Linked DNA regions of Mus musculus: all the other regions are linked to region 1. Evidence: chromatin contacts called from public HiCAR-type, HiChIP or PLAC-seq and promoter capture Hi-C data. All regions are on one chromosome and are shown on one strand. Each heading gives the region's core, a stretch centred on a gene start, on an enhancer-like site or on the middle of the called end of the contact. The rest is flanking DNA. Distances are from core to core; before and after follow the strand shown. Region 1 holds the start of Gamt (guanidinoacetate methyltransferase). Region 2 holds the start of Zfr2 (zinc finger RNA binding protein 2). Region 3 holds the start of Zbtb7a (zinc finger and BTB domain containing 7a). Region 4 holds the start of Map2k2 (mitogen-activated protein kinase kinase 2). Region 5 holds the start of Timm13 (translocase of inner mitochondrial membrane 13). Region 6 holds the start of Tpgs1 (tubulin polyglutamylase complex subunit 1). Region 7 holds the start of Oaz1 (ornithine decarboxylase antizyme 1).

Region 1 (2,584 bases), core at 47-2,546:
CTCTAAATAAACGGATAAATAGAAATAAAAAAATCAACTTGGGCCGGGCCTGGTGGCGCACGCCTTTAATCCCGGCACTGGGGAGGCAGAGGCAGGTGGAGTTCTGAGTTCGAGGCCAGCCTGGTCTACAGCGTGAGTTCCAGGACAGCCAGGGCTACACAGAGAAACCCTATCTCGAAAAACCTAAAAAAAAAAAAAAAAAAGAATCAACTTAGAGGAGCATCGTGGACGACACGCTGAGATCAGGAAGTTTCACAGCCTCTTCAAACAGTAAATCCAGTACCCTTGCGAGCCAGCCAGGCAAATGCAGAAAGTCAAGCCTCATTCCAAATGTGGTGCCAGGGAGCTTGCCCCGCCCCTCCAGAAGCCACAACAGTGCACGTGCCAGCATATGGTACTCTCCATGGCACTGGGACCACTGGTAGTCTCTAAACGTCCCTCCTTGCACCGCAGGCACTTCACCCCTCATGGCTCCAACTTCCTGCCTAGATAACTTGGCCCCGCCCAGGTCCGCAGGCTCCGCCCCATTCATAGTAAAAGGATGGACTCAGCTGGACTCCACAATTACCCTATCCTCAGGCCCCGCCTCCTTGGCGCCAGCCTCAGCTCTAGCGGAAAGCTAGGCCCCGGATCCTGTTTTGCCTCTACCAGGCTGGGCCCCACCCGTGAAAGAAGACTAGGCTTCGCCAGTAGCAGAACGCTTGGATTTCATCCTATCCCATAAACACCTACCCCATGGCTCTGTCCTCATCCGTAGCAGAAGGCTGGACACCACGGTCTCAGCCGGCTGGCCCCGTTCCTTAGTTTCGTCTCTCATACTTAGCAGAATGGTGACCCCACCCCATTGCTCCGGCCCCGCCCCTAGCAGAAGGCTGGACTCTGTCCTACCATACAGGCTCCATCCTGTATGGCTCCTGCCTGCATTCCTCATAGAAGTCTGGATTCTGTCCCAACCCACAGCTCTGGCCCCATCCATAGCAAAAGATTGGACTCCTCCCCAGCCCACCAGTGCAGGACCTATCCCATTCCGTAGATCCGCCCCTCAGAACTTTACTTTGGGCTCCAGCGAGTAGCCCCGACCGTGAGCACGCTCCACCCTGTCCCTCAGCTCCATCCACCCAGGCCCAGCCCAGTGCCAGGCTGGACCCCCTCCCAGAGCAAGGGCCAACCCTCTTCTAATGACTGGACCCACCCTAGCCCAGAAAAGCCCCGCCCCAGCGAGTAGGCCCCGCCCACACGGCTCAGCCACGGAGTTCTTTAGGGCGCATAGGCCCCGCCCCCGCCTCAGGCTCCCACCCACTTGAGTGCAAGGCTAATCTCTGTGCAGAGGCACCGCCCCACTCCGCCTCCACCGGCCCCGCGGCTCCGCAGCCCTGCGCTCCCGGCCTGGTTTGCACAGCCTCACCATGAGCTCTTCTGCAGCTAGCCCGCTCTTCGCGCCCGGCGAGGACTGCGGCCCCGCGTGGCGCGCGGCCCCCGCGGCCTATGACGCGTCTGACACGCACCTGCAAATCCTGGGCAAGCCAGTGATGGAGCGTTGGGAGACCCCCTATATGCATGCGCTAGCGGCGGCTGCTGCCTCCAGAGGTACTCTGCCAGAGGAAACTGAGGCTGCAGCTTAAAAGAGCAGGAGCTCCCATGCATGTTGCAAGTCTCAGTTTCCTTGCCTGAGGCACTGAGCTGCCTTGGGGCTACCTTGGTCGGGAAGGGAAGGGTATTTGCAAAAAGTGGACGCAGGAAAGAGGTCCCGGCTCCGAACTGGAACTTCCTCTCCCAGGGAAGATTTCTACTTCCCGGGGCTGGGTCTTCGGACCACAGTCGAGTGGAACTTAATAGAAAGAGCGAGAAAGAGCAGAGGGGCGTGAGGCTTGTGCTTGTCGGGAACCTCCGAGTCTCCAGGGGCTGTTGCTAAGAATAGCTTGGGAAAACTGAGCAGAGAGGCAGCTGTCCCGGTGCTGTGGCCCTGAACTTCTGTACAAGGGGTGGTGTCTGAGGCACCCCAGCTTCAAACAGGGCAGATGGGCAGTGAGTGAGTGGACTTCAAAGTTCACCCAAGGCAAATGAGGACTTGGTATTAGGTGCAGAATGAAACGTGGAGGGGCTGCAGGTGTAGAGCCTCCAAGCCAGGCTTGGCCCTTTCTCACAGATTAGAGCACAAATCGCGTGGGCAGGGGCTCAGAGTCCAGGGATCCCTGGGGCCAGGCCCTGGGCTCCCAGGCTAGCCGCTCTGATTGGCAGCTGGCCCGAGCCCACACTCTGCTGTTACTTTGTTCTGTCCACCCACATGGTCCTGCTGGCTGGCTGGCTGGCTGGCCTTGAGGCAAGTGTGAGCCAGGCCTCACATCTAAGTCCCCCTCCCCCACCCAAACCAGCTGTCATGTTTTGTCCTCCTAGGGGGCCGGGTCTTGGAAGTGGGCTTCGGTATGGCCATTGCAGCCTCCAGGGTGCAACAGGCCCCCATAGAGGAACACTGGATTATTGAGTGCAATGATGGGGTCTTCCAGCGTCTACAAGACTGGGCCCTGCGGCAGCCACATAAGGTACCTTCTGCCGCTGGGGTGCAGACTGGGAGTAACCCTCAGGG
Region 2 (2,584 bases), core at 60-2,559, 970 kb before region 1:
AGCTCTGCCTCCAGGTTCCTGCCCTGTGTGAGCTCCTGTCATGGTGATCTGGAAGTGTGAGTCACGCAAATCCTTTCCTCCCAGCTTGCTGTTGACTGGAGCGTTTTCTTTTCTTTTTTTTTTTCTTTTCATCATTTGTATATTTGTGTGTGTTGTGCTACGGCAGTGGACTTGCCTGACTTACAGACCTGGAACTCTGGTCCCCACAGTGACCCTCTCACCAGCTCTTGGCCCGGGTGTGTTATCACTGCAACTGTAACCCTAACCAAGCCACTGAGTGAAGAGGACACTCGTCCCCAGCCGTCAGCCCCCAACTCCTCACACACAGCCAAGCGCCTTCTCTCCACTTGGCACGGACATTATTCATGTGGCCTTTTATTTAGAGACAACATCTCCTTTAGTTCTTCAGCCTGGCCTCATACTCACTGTAGCTCAGGCTAGCCCTGAACTTAGACACACACACACTGCCTCAGCTTCTCTCTTCAAAGATTGGATTGGAAGCCTGTGCCACTTGCCTGTGCTTTACTGACTTCCAAAGACCAGAGGCTCACTTTACCCTGCCTAGCTTAGCCCCCCATCCATTAGACACAGAACCCCAGACCCCATCCTCGTCTGGAGAGCCCCCCATCCATCAGGGACTGAACCCAAATTCATCCCTGTCTAGAGGGTAACCCATCTGTCAGACACCAGAACCCCCAATCCATACTCACCTGGAGGGTCCCCCATTCATCAGGGATTAGAACCCCCAATTCAGGCCCATCTGGAGGGTCCCCCATCCACTAGACATCAGAACCCCAGACTCCATCCCCGTCTCGAGGGTCCTCCATCCATCAGGAACCAGAACTCTGACTCCATCCCTGCCTGGAGGATTCCCCCATACATCAGACACCAAAAACTCCAATTCTATCCATCAGGGGCCAGAACACCCCACCCTATTCCCGCTTGGAAGGTTCCCCAAGGTCTCAGGTCCTCTCTGAGGTCAGTCCCCTCCCCCAACTCTGTCCTCCATCCTCGGTCCCCACCCTACCCATCCAGGTCGGTCCCTCCTAGGCTAGCCCTATCCCCACGGGGTCCCCGCCCCCACCCTGCCTGTCACTCCCCGGACTCCCCGCCCCGCCCTCCCGCGGACCCCAGGGGCCGTCGCCCCGCCTCGGGCCCGCCCCGCTCCCCGTGACTCACGACCGAGTCCCGCGGGGTTGGGGCGCCTCGCCGCCCACGGGGCTCGTTACCTGGACGACGGGTTGGTGCCCTGCGCGAGGCCGGAAGAGCTGCTAGCCGCCATGTCCACGTCCTCCCGGAGCCCACGGGAGTGACGTCAGGGCCTTGCCCCCGACGCACCGCCCCGTGCTCGTTCAAGCCCCGCCCCTGCTCGAACCTGCCATCCCTAGCCCCAGAGAGCCTCAGCCTGTCTCCGCCCACCGGCCAAGCCCCGCCCCCTACGGAGGACGCCTAACTCAGGTGCCTCTATGATGATGAAAGGACATCTTAGGGAAGTCGGTTCTAGACCCGGCCTGCCATCCGCCACGTGGAGTCCCAGGGATCAAGGATCAAACTCCAGTAGTTGGGCTTGGCGGCAAGCCCCATCACCTGCTGATGTACACTGCCACCTTCCTTATCTCTTCTTGGACGCAAGGCAGAGAGCTGGCTGATTCTTGAGAAAGCTTGAGAAATTCCAAGGCTGAGAGAGTGGGTGGGTGGCACGTGACCATCCTTGACCTGAGCATGTGTGGCCTCCAAGGCTTAAGGCTCTAGGTGTGTAGCCCACGTCTTTCTAGAAGGCAGGGGGACTGTGGCAGTTTCTCTTGAGTTACATGTGATCTTTTCCCCTATTATTTATTGCAAGCCCTGTGCCCTTGACTTTTGCCTCTGAGAGTCCAACTTCTGACGTGTTCTAGAAAGGTGCAAACTGATTTATCAGTGCTAAAGGAAACACACAAAATGGAGTAATAGCCCAGAAAATGCAAGGAAACCCAGACACCTATTCCAACATGGATGGATGGCCCTTGAGGACAGCATGTCAGCATGAGTCAGACACAAAAGGACACTCGGACCAGGATCTCACTTCCAGGAGGTTCCTGGAGTCCTCAGACTGACAGACACAGGAAGTAAGATATAAGAAGTAGGGAGGTGATGGGCATAGTGTGGGTAGATGGAAGGTTCTGAAAGTGGGTGGGAGTTATGGCCGCACCGACAGGTGAATGAGCCTCGTGCTCAGTGAGACAGTAGGCACGCATTTCCATGGTGGGAAATGCCTAGAACAAACCTGTTGTCAGGAAGAGAGAGCCTATGTGACCTATACTCACATGTACACTCGTATGAACGTAGGAGATCCGAGAGTACTGACAGTACAGGCAAAGGCCTTGTGGCAGGAAGGAACTTGATGTGCTCACAGGATGTGCAGAAAGAACCTTGGAGATCCACTACTATGTGGGGTCTTATATTAGTTACCAGGAAAGATAAGAAACTGAATGGAGGGGGGTTAAACCCCAAACATTTATTCTCTCACACTTTCAGGGACCAAAGTCTGGGCGATTAGTTCTTTATGGACACTGGGGACATCCTTCTCTGCTCTCTTTTACTTCTG
Region 3 (2,584 bases), core at 53-2,552, 880 kb before region 1:
ACGCAGGCCCCGCCCAAACGCAGGCTCCACCCCCATGCAGCGCCGCGCCGGACGATTTCTAGTATCCATTGGCCCTCAGGTCTGCCACTCACCGCCCCTCCTCCGCAACGCCCCTCCCTGACCCGCCGCTATCGCGAGGCACTCTGGGATTTGTAGTTTATTCTCCAAGGCCACCTTCCAAAACAACAAGCACTGAAGATAAGCGAAAGAACTACAGAGCCCAGGAGAACCGCGACGACGCGCCCGCCTCCCAGACACTCCACCCCTCACCCCTTCCCTCCGCCTCTCTCGGGCCTTTTTTTTTTTTTTTTTTTTTTTTTTTTTTTTTTTTTGCAAAGCCCCCCTCCCTGTTTTGTCAGCCCCCTCCCCCCCTCCGCCAAGGCGCTCCATCCTGGCCAACTCCAACGTCTGCGCGCAATCCCGGATAGGCCTTCCCCGCCCCCCGCTTGCCCACTACCACTCGGAAAGGGGAGCGGCGCGCCCCGGGCCCTATTGCAAACTTAGCACGCGACGCACCCCTCAGCCCCCACCTTCGCCTTCGGTGAGGCCCGGCTCCCCTCCCCCGCGGGCCGCGCGCCGGGAACCCTGAGGCCGTGCCGCCCGAGTAGGGAGGAGGGATCGGGAGCGGGCTTGTGCCCTTCGCCCCGGAGGGACCCGGGCGGAGCCCCCCCGCCTCCCGACTCCTCTTCGGCTCTGGCCGGGCAATCTTGGTCTCCAGAACCCCTGAGCTACGGAGGCGCCCCAGATCCCCCATCCAGTCCGTTCCGCTCCGTACGGGCTCTCGGGGTGCGCACTGCGCCCCCGGCCGCGTCCCCACCCTGCAAGGAAATTAAAAAGGAAAGAAAGGAAAAAAAAAAGAAAAACAAAACCCACCTCTCCGGGAGAGGAGTCCCCTTCAGCCCGGGCAGCTTACCTCGCGGGGACCCGAGCCCGGAGGACGCGCGATCGGGGCAGCCCGCGGCGCGGACCTCGCTCGGGCGGGCGGCGGCGTCACTGCCCCTACAGTAGCCGTACAGTACGCAAAGCCCCGTATGATGCTCGCGACTCCCTTCCTGGTTTGTCCGAGGGCAAGAGGGGTCCTCCCTCGTCTTAAAGGTGCCGCAGCGCCGGCACCCCCACGCCCAGCCCGCCCCCCCGGCCACCGCGGCCAGAACAGGCTCTGCAGGTCGGCTCTTGCCACGTCCCGCGGGGCTGCGCCGCGAGAGCAGATCGGGCTGCGATTAGGGATTTGGGGGTGCCGGGCGGGCGGGGGGCGCAGCCCCGACCCATCGGCCCCTCCCCTGGCAAGCCCGTGACCTCTCCGCCCCGTGCGCGGCGCCGTGCCAGCCTGCTGGCTTATCTACGGCCCGGAGCACCCCAGGGTGCTGGGGGCGGGCAAGAGGGGCCCCTCGGGTTCAGGGGGTGGGGGCCGCAGATAAACAGCCCCGGCCTGTGCGCGCAGGGCGGGGTTCAGGGGGCGCGGGCTGTGCCCCCGAAGCCCGGGGCGGGGCGGGACCGGGTTGGCAATGGGGGCGGGAGTGCGGTGCGCACCCGGAGGACTGGGTGCCGGGGCGTAAGGGGCCCTCTGGCCCAAGGAGCTGAGATGAAGGCGAGGAAGTGACGGTCCCTTGCCTCACACCTCTCTCCAAGGCCACCAGGGCGCTGCCATGGTACCGCATCTCCCTTCTCTGAGCCTCAGTTTCCCCAAATAATGCAAGGAATCGAAAGGAGAAGAAAAGGTCTGTTGCAAGGTCGGCGAGGTTGCATCGGCGCTCCTGTCATCCTTGGCCTCAGTTTACCCAAGTAGTGCAAAGAACCCAGGAAAGGAAGAAAAAAGATCAGAGTCTGCATTTGAGCTCCAGGTCCCCTAACCCCCACATAAACCTCAGTTTACTCAAACTGCGAGGAACCCAGAGTTTGCAAGTACAGCTAGGTTGCTTTAGAGTGTCGGGTCTCCGTCCACCCCCGCCCCCATCTGCGCCTTAAATTACCAAAGCCATACCAGGGACCCCCCAGGGGAAGACTTGCAGGGCCGCGAAATGTCAGCTGAGCTCGGGGGTCCCGCCCTCACCGGTGCAGCCAGCCAGCAAACCTGCCGCCCCGCGATTACATAAAACAGTCGCCTCCACCCGGCTGTGCCAGGGGCGTAGCGCGGGGAAGGGGTTGGCGAGGGGCGGGGAAGGACGGTTGTTTTCCAGGCCTTGTAATTTTCCCCGCAGCCGGCTGGCTGGCCCGGCTGGTGTGGGGCGTGGACCCGGACCCTCGCAGGGGCGCCGCACAGCTCCGCAGGACAGAGGTGGGAAGTAGGAAAGTGCGAATCCAACCCTGCGTTTTCTGTTTTCTTTCTTTCTTTCTTTCTTTTTTTTTCACCCCCTTGTCCTTTTCTCTCCCACTTCCTCTCTGGTCGTGGGAGAGGTCTGGAGAGGGAGGGGAAGGCAGAGGAGGGGACAGGCGACATCCCGGTTCACCAGGCCTGCTGGGTTCGGGTTCCAGCACGCCACAGCCACCAGACGACCTGACTGTGGATCTGGCTCTGGGGAGGGGGCGGAGCGGGGAGTTAGAACCAGCGCCTGGCCTCAGTTTCCCCTTCAGTTCCCCTTCGTAT
Region 4 (2,584 bases), core at 44-2,543, 840 kb before region 1:
CCTGCACCTCCCCTTGCTTCTTCCAACAGGTTCCTTCCCTCTGCCCCTGCAAGGCCAGCCTTGCCTCCTCAGACAAGTCATGCCTTCAACTGCTCCACTCACCTGGTACCCAGTCTTAAGCGCTAGGCTAGGCTACCCCGCACGGCCTCTGTTCCTCTAACCATACCACACCTCACACACACACACCCGGAAAGCCTCACTGCTCCCCTGATTCTCCTGGCCACCTTCAGGACGTCTTCTTTCTTGGGTCTCCAATTGCCCTGCCTCTCTTCAGGCCCCTCTCCTTACTCCAAGTCATACCTCTCTCTAGCTCCCCTTTCTTGGTCCCAACACCTGCAGGACCTGCCCCCCTCTTGTACCCACGCCGCCCCCTTTGCCCCCTGTTTCCCCTTCAACAGCAGAGATTTTCCCAAAGCCATTCTCTCAGATCCCTGCACCTTGTCCCCATCCCTACCCTGCCTCAGGCACTGCTACTCTCCAGACCAACTTTTCTAAAGCCAAGTTCCGGCCGAGGCCCCGCCCCTCTACGCTCACAGGACTCAGGGCTCTCCCCTTGGGCCACGCCCCTCTCCCATCTGGCCAACCTGATAAGACCACCAGCCTCACTGCTCTGGCCCCGACCCCAACCAGGCTTTTGTTCTAGTCCTCAAAGGCCACGGCCCTCTAAGCTCACAGGCCACTCACCTTAGACCACGCCCCTTTCCCCGGGCCAAGCTGACACACCACGTGACTCACCCAACTGGCCCTGCCTCCACCCCCCCCCCCACAACCCCCTCCATGCCCGGACCCCCAACCAGGCTTTGTTCCAGCCCTCGAACTCCACGCCCCTCTCACCTCCATCCACACCATTCTCAGGACCAGCCCCTGTCCTCCCGGGCGCTGCTATCCCTTCAGACCACACCCCCACTTGTGGTCACGCCCCCTTCACGCCGAGGCCCGCCCCTGTCCTCACACGCCCCGCCTACTCACTCAGAGGCGCCCTCGCTGGTGGGGGACGGGCCCTCGGCGATGGTAGGGTTGATAGTGAGTGCCGGTAACACCGGCTTCCTCCGGGCCAGCATCGGGGCTCCACGGCCAGCGGCGACGCCTCAGCCGGGGCCCATAGGGGGCGGCGCGACGCGGGCCCGGGGCTGCGGCCTAGGCCGGGCAGAAGGTGGAAGGCGGACGAGCCCGGAGCGCCGGGGCGAGCAGACCGACGCCGAGGCCGAGTGAAGCTGACGCTGCAGCGCAGCCGGGAGGTCGGGGAACAGGGGGCGGCCACAAGCTCGCAGGCCGAGCTCTCGCGAGATCTTTTTCTGCGAGGTCCCGCCCTCAACCGAGGCGCATGCGCGAGGTGGCTCCCCGGCCTACTGTAGAAGGGCAGAGGCGGACGCTGTGTTTAATGTTTGCGGCGGTGCAGTCGTCTGTCTGTACGATCAGCTTCCCGGGGTCGGCTGCGTGTGCGTCTCAAACGCGGGTGGGGTTACACACGGCAGGACCGCGAGGAGACAGACCTGCCAGCATCAGTCGACTCAGACTTGTTTAGTTTCATATATTTTCCTAGATTTGGCCGCTGGGACCGTAGGCCTGAGCTACCTTACCTGCTTCCTGCTTTGCTGCGGCCCCGTGTCCTATAGGCGAGAGCGCTACCCACTGAGCCCTACTTCCTGCTGTTTGTTTTGTTGCTTGTTTGTTTTTGTTTTTATTTTGAGACAGAGCCTCAGTACCCCACCCACACTGTTCTCGAAGTTACTGTGTTGTCCAGGCTTCACCTCCACTCCCTGCAATCCTCCAGTCCCAACCCCTAGTGTTTTACTGTTCTGCAACAATCCCATAGCCCTACAGACCTTTCTCACGGCCCTTCATTGAAGCTCGGGTATGGGTAATACATAAATTCCCTTGGTCCCCATCCCTGACGGTCACCATTTCAGTGTGTGAATCCGAACACTTCTTGTGGTTAGGGTCACTTATGTCTGGCTTGTTTTTCCTTTGCCCTCAAGGTCCATCCACAATGGTTTGGATGGCAGGGCTCTCGTCCTTTTCCTGGCCAAATAGCATTCCATTGTGTAGACATACCACTCAGGGCTGGTTCTTTGTCCAGGGTCACACTCTTGGAATTCAGAGTGTACAGATACATAGTAAAACCCCTGCTCTGGGCTCTTGAGCAGGCACATGGAAATCAGACTTGCAGGGTCTTGCTCTGCAGCCCACGGTGGCCATGAAGTTTGTTCTGAGTGACAGCATCTCACAAGGAAGTTCTCCGCGTTTTTTTACCTCTCAGATGGTAAAGATGAAACCCACCAGGGAGGCAAGCAGGCTTTCACCTGGCTACAGCCTTTATTCAGTTCAATGACTTTGAGAATGTATTTTTTTGTTACAATTTTGTGAGAACAAACCATTTTATTTTTTTAAGGTTTATTTACTTATTTATGTATGAGTACACTGTAGCTGTCTTCAAACACACACTAGAAGAGGTCATCTGATCTCATTACAGATGGTTGCGAGCCACCATGTGGTTGCTGGGAATTAAACTCAACACCTCTGGAAGAGCAGTCCTTGGTTGTTTTCTGAGACAGAAAAGAGTCTCATTTTCTGTCTCAGAAAA
Region 5 (2,584 bases), core at 40-2,539, 640 kb before region 1:
CATCCTAAGACTGAAGGGGACAGGCAAACCGTGGGCGTTGTGCCTTCAGGAGCAAAGGCTGCAGGTTCCCAGCCAGTGACTGCTCACATGAGTGTGGCCACACTAGCTATGCTCCTGGCCTCTCCTGTATGAATACTGTGTGGCCCCTCTGTGCCCCACCTCGATGGCAAGGCCTGGAAACTTGCTTCCCTGCAACTTAGTGCCAGGAGCCAGCCAGTTTCACCTGTCACCTCCCCACCACTGACACATGGTATTTTTTTAAAGAATATTTATTTTTTTACATCGGTCAGTAACGCAGCTCACTGGGATGATGCTCTGGGGGTTCAGGCCTGGAGCTGCCACAACTGGCAGCTTCCTTTACTGAGCTAGGGCGAGTTCTTTCTCTCTCCTGGCACAGCTGATGGTAGGAAGAGTCCAGGCCTAGTCTTCCCCCAAGGCAAGAGCTCTTGGCCACAGGATGCCACCACTGCCACCAACCTCCAGAACCCACCAGCCACCTCCTGCTTCTAGATACCTCCGTTTTCTTTGTGACCGGCGTTGGATCCTGGATAGTTATGGCTGGCTGCAGTCACTGCGCAGCTCTGCTGCCTTGCCCACAGGGCAGGTGTACTCTGCACTGGAGCTAGCTTCCTTGTATTTGAGGAGCAGGTCTAGAGTAATCTGCAGGTCCTCAGGGGTCTGTTTCTGGCCCTGGCTAGGTGAGATGGTTACCGGAGTGGCACTGCTGCTGGGGAGCCGCCGGCACTGCGCACATCGCTCAGCTCTACAGATTGTTTCTTTTATAAGATGCATGCCAAACGTGTGTTCCACCTTTTCTTTTACGCCTATGATTTGTAATATACATTTTACAACTGGAAACTTTTGTATACTCAAATAAACATTGACTTTAACTGCAGCCTCAGAGTAGATCTTCAGATTAAGATAGGAGCAGCAGGCTGGTAAGATGGCTCAGTGGGTAAGAGCACCGGACTGCTCTTCCGAAGGTCCGAAGTTCAAATACCAGCAACCACATGGTGGCTCACAACCATCCGTATAACTTTAAAAAAAAAACATATTAAAAAAAAAAAAAAAAAGCAGCGAGGATTTTATATTGTACGCATGCGCAGCGGGGAGGTCCAGGACAAAATGACCCTGGTCCAGCCCTTGCCAGGGCGTCAAAAGTCAGTGGGCTCACGCGGGAAGTTGCACAGCCTTCTGGGAATTGTGGTTCGGGTTTCCTTCCTTTCTAGAAGCCAAAGGACAGTGCTTAGGGACGGCGCGCACAGCCTTGTGGGAGCAGGAGTTTGCAGTTTCCCATAGAGCCTCCGAGGTCAGAGTGCACGGCGCGCACGGGTTTGTGGGAGGTGTAGTTTAACTTGTTTCCATGGTGACTCAGGCCGCAGCTTTGTCAGACTGCTGACGACGCGCGCTGCCTTGTGGGAATCGACTCAGCCTCTGTTTCCCGTGGTGCCCCGGCTTGGCTTCCGGGGCGTATGGTCGGTGTGCGCGACCGTGGCCCGGTTGACTGAGCAGCCATGGACAGCGGCTTCGGCTCGGATTTTGGCGGCACGGGTGGCGGGAAGCTGGACCCGGGGGCCATTATGGAGCAGGTGAAAGTGCAGATCGCCGTGGCCAACGCGCAGGAGCTGCTCCAGGTGCGGGGCGCGCCGGGGTTGGTGGCGGGGTTCCCCGGGTGAGTCCCCGCTGAGACCTCGCGTGTGTCCACAGAGAATGACGGACAAGTGTTTCCGGAAGTGCATCGGGAAGCCCGGGGGCTCCTTGGATAACTCGGAGCAGGTGAGACATCTCGGGAACCCGGGGTGGTGAGGGGCGCGGGGTCAGGAGCGTCTAGGAGGTTGAGAGATGTGCGCGTGCGCGGCCTCTAGCCTTAGCTACTGAGGAAGTTGTGCGCGTGCGCGGGGTGAGGACCCGGCTTCTGTGCCTAGATCGGTGCAGCCTTCATGGGTGATCCTCGGGTCGTGTGACCGTCAGTCAGGGATCCCCCTCCACGCTTTGCAGAAATGCATCGCCATGTGCATGGACCGCTACATGGACGCCTGGAATACCGTGTCCCGCGCCTACAACTCTCGACTGCAGCGGGAACGAGCCAACATGTGACCGGGACCTGTGCCTCGGGACACCGTGCTTATGGTCTGAACTGTTTTCCCTGCCAGTTAGGGTGTCTCCTCCTAGCCGCCCTGAAGTCTGGCAGCATGGAGGGCTTGGGGATCGAGGCCTCTCCCCTGGGTTGCTGCGTCCAGCTCAATCTCAGAAGAGAGTGAGGACCCGACAGAGCACAGGGATCTGGCTGGCCCCACTGACCTGTGACCTCAGGAGAGCAGGCCAATAAATCGCTGCTGGGGCAGTAAAGCAGGCGTGTCACCTCACTGCTTCAGGTCCCTTCCCCTGAGTAGGCCCAGACCTCCCAGGGTATCTTTCCCCTTGGGGTCAGTGGGCTGCTGGCTCTCAGGGAATTCGGAGCATGATCTCAGGTGTTTGGTCATCCCGGGGAGACCAGCCGAGGTTAAGAAGCAAGGCTTCATGTAGCCTTCACCTATCATGCATGAGGCCCAGGGTGCTGACCTTAACTCTGAATAAACCAAGT
Region 6 (2,584 bases), core at 59-2,558, 590 kb after region 1:
CTTCAGTCTCCCACTCACATACCCCAATGCTGTCCTAGCTGAAGACTGTCCGTCTACATTCTCGCTGGTTTTCTCCCTTTGTGCCTGTACCCCTCCCCTCTAGCCACATGGGCCCGCCATGCTCCACCCTTCCCTTCTTGGCTACCATCTTGGATACTGAGCCCCTTCCCTCTGGTGCAGAGATGTCTGGTCTGCTCAGCTGGAAATGTATGATCTCTGGACTTTCACTTCCCTAGGGAAGGCCTGAGCTACTGTTGCCCAACGTCTTCCTCCTTGCGGCCCCCTCCCCTGCTCTCCTCCCTGAGTCTTCCTCCAAGCACCCTTTGGAAAGCCACTCCCATGCTGAGACCCTCAGGCATTTGGTCACCCCCTGGCTGATGATGCCCTACTGATCAGCTTCCCTCATCCACTATGCAATGAAAAAGCGTCCTTAGTCGTCACCTACACTGGAACTACTCCCACTGCGGAGCTCCCTGCAGGGTTCACGTCAGGCTCTAGACCAGCCTGTGCTCTGCGTGTGCATCTAAGGAACTTCTGTCTGGGGCCTGGGGCCTGAGTACACAGGCTGTCCATCTCCTGGACAAGCACCACACTATTTATACTACCTTGCTGGGCTTCTTGACCTCCCAAAACCCTTGGCTGCGAGGGCAAAATGGACTCGGGTTCAAAAGCAACCTCCTCCAGGCCGTAATCACCTGGAAGCTCATGCAATAGATGGACGATGGATTACAACCCCCAGCACTTCCTACCCGGACCACAATATCCAGTACACCCCGCGCACACTGCAGGCGAAATCGATGCGAGGCGTGCCGAGAACCTTAAACCTGCCTCAAGCCGACCAGACCCGGGAAAAGAGGAAAGACCACTACTCCCGGAAACGCCCCGCGCCGGCGGCGAGTTGCTCCCGCGCGGGGCCTGTCGGGAATTGTAGTTCTGGTACCCCCGTCCGCCATCGGTCCGCACCTCTGCGAGTGGTGAGCCAGGCGAAGGTGCCACAGCGCGCGGCCCAGGCGCTGTTGCTGCAGGAGGAGCTGGCCCGGGGGCTCCCCGGCGCCTCCGTTGGTCGGCGAGCGTAGACCCATGTTCTCGAAGTAGTGCGCCAAGAAGGCGATGGGCTCCTCGGGCCGGATCTCCAGCACCTTTAGGAGGGCTGCGCGCAGCATCTCCGTCACGCCGAGCTGCCGTAGGAAGTCCTCCTCGCTCTCAGCGGCCGCCGCCGCCTGAGACACCGACGTCCGGCCACTGTCCGGGAAATTGGCCGCTGGTGCTACTGCCGGCCGCCGTTTCTCCACTGCCGCCATCTTTGTTGGGGGCAGCGGGACCGGAAGCGCCGCCATAATTCACGGCGCGATGAGGCGCCTTCCCTCGACGACCATTTTTGTTAAGGGCAGAGGCAGCGGCCCCCCTCTCTGAGAATCTCGATAGTAACAAGCGCAAGCGACCTTTTCCCCCTGTGCCCCTGGCTTTCTCTGTGTGCGTTTTCCTGCTACTCCATGACTGCATCTTCTAGCTTCGGTCTGGAATTGTGAGCTTGCCAGACTTCAAAATGGTCCCCCAGGAAGGGCTTGGTTTCTGGCTTGAAGCGCGATACCTTGCCATCTTGGTAGTGGGCAAGTCTTCCTAAGCATGGTCTCCTAGCAACCAGGCACCCTGGGTACCAGATAAACCCCGCAAAGCTCACCAGGAATCTAGGGCTGAAAGCGGAGTTCAAACCGTTTTCTGCGTTTGCTCCCAGACTCGGCCTGGGCTCTCCCGGGTTTTTGGCCTCACTTAGTCTCCTTCCGAGCGTTAAGGTGCCTGAGCGGAGTTGTCACCAGATTCCTTCCTTTCCCAGACTGTTACCATTTCTGACCACCAGAGGGGGGTGCTCTCTTTGCAATTCTGAACTGCTGTGGCTTTCTAGTATCCTCGCATGTCCCTTTTCTGTGTTATCTTTGGCTCTTTATCTACTGACATACTTTTTATTCCCTTGTCTGGCATCCATACCGCTCTTCGTGTTTTCCCAGGTTACCCCCCAAGTACTTTTTCTAAGCCACTGGATATCTCCTTAGTTACTCTTGTTAAATGCAGGCATTTCCCAGCCTAGTATCCTGTTGCTCGACCTACCAAAGAAAACTGGGATGTGTGACTGTCTCCAGGGACTCTGGCTGTAGGGATAGGTGATGTACAAAGCCTTCCTATTCACAGTACGAAAGAATATGCCAGTGGCTAGATACGGGGCTTTTATTTAGCTCTGGGCCAGCAGGCAGAAAAGCCCAGAAGTCAGGAGAAACTTATAGATGTGCTGACCACCAAGGAAAGAGGCCACACTATCATCTTGATGCCCCAAATCCTGCAGCTGGTCACTCTCTGCCTCCTTTAGTCTGGCATAATGGAGCTTCATAGGTGTGTACATGAGCTAGTGTCTGGGCGAGGACCTGGCCGGTAGCATTTCCACAGGCGGTAGGCAAGGAAGACCAGTGCAAGCAGCCCCAGCACCAAGCTGCCAATCCATAGGACGACGGTGGAGGCTGAAAGAGTAGGAAGAGAAAGGCTGCCATCAGTCCCAGTGCCTGTGGGCTCCACAGAGGGAACATACATAGGC
Region 7 (2,584 bases), core at 26-2,525, 570 kb before region 1:
TCTCCTCTCTTCCCTACTGCCACTCTATAGGTGTCTGCACAGCCTATATCCAAAGTTCCTACCACCTATATCGACGCCCTTCCCAAACCAGTCCCCATTCTGAACCCTTCAAGTGATACCCTCCATCCCACCCACTGCAGACTTTTAACTGCCAAGTGGACCAGGGATTAAGGTCACCTCACATCATACTCACCACACCACACCACCTCCATGTCCTCCAACATAGCTCTGTGAGCCCCCAAGCCTGACCACTTCCAAGGTCCTAATTCTGACCCAAATCCCTCCAAAGTATTAGAGCCCTCAACACGCAATCACTAAATCCAACCTAAACCTCATCCCAGCTTCCCCACCTGTGACTTCCTAAACCGACACAAGCTTCTTTCTCAACACCCCAAATCTGATCCCATACTCTCCCACCAAGAAATGAGTCCTCAACATGTACCCAAGAATATAATAGGATTCCTCCCCAACAGCACCCAAAATCCCAGTATTCTGCAAAGAACTCCAAACACCGGGACGAGCCCCACCTCTACATAGCATACGATTTATTACCCAAACGCCCTACAGGTAACCACAAACACTTCGCCACCTGACATTAGAACTAGCTCACATATCCGAGAGGCAGACCCCAAATTCGAGTCTCCAATCTCTTCTCAGATCCCTCCCCAAATCTTAGGCTCAACTCACAACCCCCGAATCCGATTCGAACCCAAAATCGAATCCTACATTTTCGCGAAATGTTCCCGGTCCTCCAATCAAACCAAACCCTATTCCTCAACCTGAGACTCCCTAATTCCACTCGAATCCCAAATCCGAGTCCGCGACCCGCTCCACAGGCCCCGCCCCGCCCCGCCCCGCCCCCTGCGCGATTGTGGCCGCCACAAAGGGGCGGATCTCGCGCTGCCGAGACTTATCTGGCGCCGGAGGCCGACCCCGCTCCGGGCCTGCGCGTCCTGCGCTGCCCTCTGGGGCCTACGCGGACGCTGTTTCTGGAAGGTTCGCGGCGGCGGGGGCAGGGCTCTCACCTCTCGCTGCTGCAGCCGCCGCGGCTGTGCTGACTAAGAAGCGGCATGGTGCGGCTGGCGTGAAGCGTGGCGCTGCGTTTGTCCCCTTCCTTCTCTCTGGCGAAGCAGTGGCTGTTGAGGATCCGCTGCAGGGAGGATTTCACCATCCGGCCGCTGGGGTCCGAAACCAGCAAAAACCTCCGCTGCACTTCCCGCGCCGCCGCCGCTGCTCGCCGTTCGCAAAATGGCGCCGGCGCCGACGCCCACTTTTATATGCGTCGTCACGGCAGGCCACGCCCCCACACGCAGGCGTAAACGCAGCAGTGTGAGGCGACGGAGGAACGGGGTGGGGCCACAGTGGCAGCCCAAGGAAAAACCAAATGCGTCCCACCTACTCCGGCTTCTGATTGGCGAGAGTAAAAAGACAGACAGAAGGTTTCCGTTGATGATTAGTTGGCGATAGGAGAATCCCGGCCCCGCGTGTTTGCGTCACTCTGTGGGAGGGAAGACAGAAAAGCCAGACGCGTCCCGCCCCTACAAGGCTCTGATCGGTCAATGTAGAAAAACGGACGTATTGGCCCCTTTGAGGATTGGTTGGAGTTCTGACAAGCCCGCCCTCGAGGCTTTATGACGTGAGGCGGAGGCGGGGCTTCTGTAGTCGCCTCCAGGACGTAAACCCCCATCTAGCCCAGGCCTCAAGGCTAGGACTCTGCGCCTCCTCTAGTACCTGTGGCCCTTCAGTTTTGTCATCTGTCATCCTTTCCATCTTAACCATTATGGTCCCACTCATGGGACGCCCCGCTCCGGGAAGACTGTCAGGACATAACTGTCAAGGGTACCTGAGGCTGACCTAGGCGGTTTGCTTGGTGCCCATCCCCCACGCGGCAAAATTATTCTAATGACCTTGTAATAATGGGTAATAGATTGGGACTCTTTGTTTTAAAAGCAACTTGCTATTTAAAAGAAAATCTGTCAAAAGTTAAGTATCCCAATCTAGAGAAGTATTTTATGTCAAATTGGAATTTAAACAACTTTTCTCATAGACTCAGCTTGAAGGTTTCCTTCATCCCAACCCCCCCTCCCCCGCCGCCGCCGCTTTTTTGTTGTTGTATTTTGATTTTTGTTTTTTGAGACAGGGTTTCTCTGTTTGCCTGCCTCTGCCTCCCAAGTGCTGGGATCAAAGGCGTGCGCCATCACTGCCCTGCTTACAATTTATTCTTAAAGAATTTCGTATTCTTTTTCTCTTTATGGGTTTTTTGTTGTTGTTGTTTTGTTTTGTTTTGTATGTTTTGTTTTTGAGACAGGGCTTTTCTGTGTAGCCCTGGATGTCCTGGAACTTACTCTATAAACTAAGCTACCCTCAAACTCAGAGATCTGCCTGACTCTGCCAGCTGAGTGTTGGGATTAAAGGCCTGTGGCACCACACCCTGCTCTTTCTCTCTCTCTCTCTCTCTCTCTCTCTCTCTCTCTCTCTCTCTCTCTCTCTCTCTCTCTCTCTCTCTCTCTCTCTCTCAAGATTTACTTATTTTATTTATATGAGTACACTGTTGTTGTTTCTGGTCTTCAGACACAGACCAGAA

The links. HiCAR-type assays count read pairs that join an accessible place to other places. HiChIP or PLAC-seq counts read pairs in DNA pulled down with a chosen protein or histone mark. Capture Hi-C pulls out chosen DNA fragments and counts their contacts.
Region 2: a contact with region 1 is called in a HiCAR-type map of astrocytes, with 3 times the contacts expected there. The contact joins the promoter of Zfr2 here to the promoter of Gamt in region 1. A contact is called at or near these places in 1 of 39 promoter capture datasets (cranial neural crest), 1 of 115 datasets of contacts at active chromatin or transcription factors (astrocytes) and 1 of 9 other capture datasets (liver).
Region 3: a contact with region 1 is called in a promoter capture Hi-C map of liver, with 3 times the contacts expected there. The contact joins the promoter of Zbtb7a here to the promoter of Gamt in region 1. A contact is called at or near these places in 2 of 484 Hi-C or Micro-C datasets (B cells and CD8 T cells), 5 of 115 datasets of contacts at active chromatin or transcription factors (bone marrow-derived macrophages, fetal liver, fibro-adipogenic progenitors and 2 more) and 2 of 9 other capture datasets (liver and macrophages).
Region 4: a contact with region 1 is called in a promoter capture Hi-C map of liver, with 2.8 times the contacts expected there. The contact joins the promoter of Map2k2 here to the promoter of Gamt in region 1. A contact is called at or near these places in 2 of 39 promoter capture datasets (liver and pre-B cells), 3 of 115 datasets of contacts at active chromatin or transcription factors (cardiomyocytes, large pre-B cells and pancreatic cancer cells) and 1 of 9 other capture datasets (liver).
Region 5: a contact with region 1 is called in a promoter capture Hi-C map of liver, with 3 times the contacts expected there. The contact joins the promoter of Timm13 here to the promoter of Gamt in region 1. A contact is called at or near these places in 2 of 39 promoter capture datasets (liver and pre-B cells) and 1 of 9 other capture datasets (liver).
Region 6: a contact with region 1 is called in an HNF4G HiChIP or PLAC-seq map of pancreatic cancer cells. The contact joins the promoter of Tpgs1 here to the promoter of Gamt in region 1. A contact is called at or near these places in 1 of 39 promoter capture datasets (erythroid cells) and 1 of 115 datasets of contacts at active chromatin or transcription factors (pancreatic cancer cells).
Region 7: a contact with region 1 is called in an HNF4G HiChIP or PLAC-seq map of pancreatic cancer cells. The contact joins the promoter of Oaz1 here to the promoter of Gamt in region 1. A contact is called at or near these places in 3 of 39 promoter capture datasets (cranial neural crest and liver), 1 of 115 datasets of contacts at active chromatin or transcription factors (pancreatic cancer cells) and 1 of 9 other capture datasets (adipose tissue).

What each region holds. Positions count from the first base shown.
Region 1 is chr10:80,259,724-80,262,307 of GRCm38.p6, reverse strand. It overlaps Gamt (guanidinoacetate methyltransferase), which reads left to right and starts at 1,296. Exons shown (of 6, transcript NM_010255.4): 1 at 1,296-1,587; 2 at 2,395-2,540. The coding sequence starts at 1,407. It also overlaps a transcript of Dazap1 not described here.
Region 2 is chr10:81,231,888-81,234,471 of GRCm38.p6, reverse strand. It overlaps Zfr2 (zinc finger RNA binding protein 2), which reads right to left and starts at 1,309. Exons shown (of 18, transcript NM_001034895.3): 1 at 1,230-1,309. The coding sequence starts at 1,282.
Region 3 is chr10:81,134,989-81,137,572 of GRCm38.p6, reverse strand. Zbtb7a (zinc finger and BTB domain containing 7a) reads right to left here and starts at 1,302. Exons shown (of 3, transcript NM_010731.3): 1 at 874-1,302.
Region 4 is chr10:81,104,624-81,107,207 of GRCm38.p6, reverse strand. It overlaps Map2k2 (mitogen-activated protein kinase kinase 2), which reads right to left and starts at 1,293. Exons shown (of 11, transcript NM_001347144.1): 1 at 970-1,293. The coding sequence starts at 1,061. Mir5615-1 (microRNA 5615-1) reads left to right here and starts at 2,535; the gene lies at 2,535-2,584. It overlaps Mir5615-2 (microRNA 5615-2), which reads right to left; the gene lies at 2,533-2,584.
Region 5 is chr10:80,899,674-80,902,257 of GRCm38.p6, reverse strand. Timm13 (translocase of inner mitochondrial membrane 13) reads left to right here and starts at 1,289. Exons shown (of 3, transcript NM_013895.4): 1 at 1,289-1,634; 2 at 1,708-1,776; 3 at 1,999-2,584. The coding sequence starts at 1,515. The coding sequence ends at 2,097. Lmnb2 (lamin B2) reads left to right here. Exons shown (of 12, transcript NM_010722.5): 12 at 1-895.
Region 6 is chr10:79,668,163-79,670,746 of GRCm38.p6, reverse strand. It overlaps Tpgs1 (tubulin polyglutamylase complex subunit 1), which reads right to left and starts at 1,308. Exons shown (of 2, transcript NM_148934.3): 1 at 964-1,308. The coding sequence starts at 1,301. Madcam1 (mucosal vascular addressin cell adhesion molecule 1) reads right to left here. Exons shown (of 5, transcript NM_013591.3): 5 at 2,205-2,510. The coding sequence ends at 2,380.
Region 7 is chr10:80,825,347-80,827,930 of GRCm38.p6, reverse strand. It overlaps Oaz1 (ornithine decarboxylase antizyme 1), which reads right to left and starts at 1,275. Exons shown (of 5, transcript NM_008753.4): 1 at 1,026-1,275. The coding sequence starts at 1,171.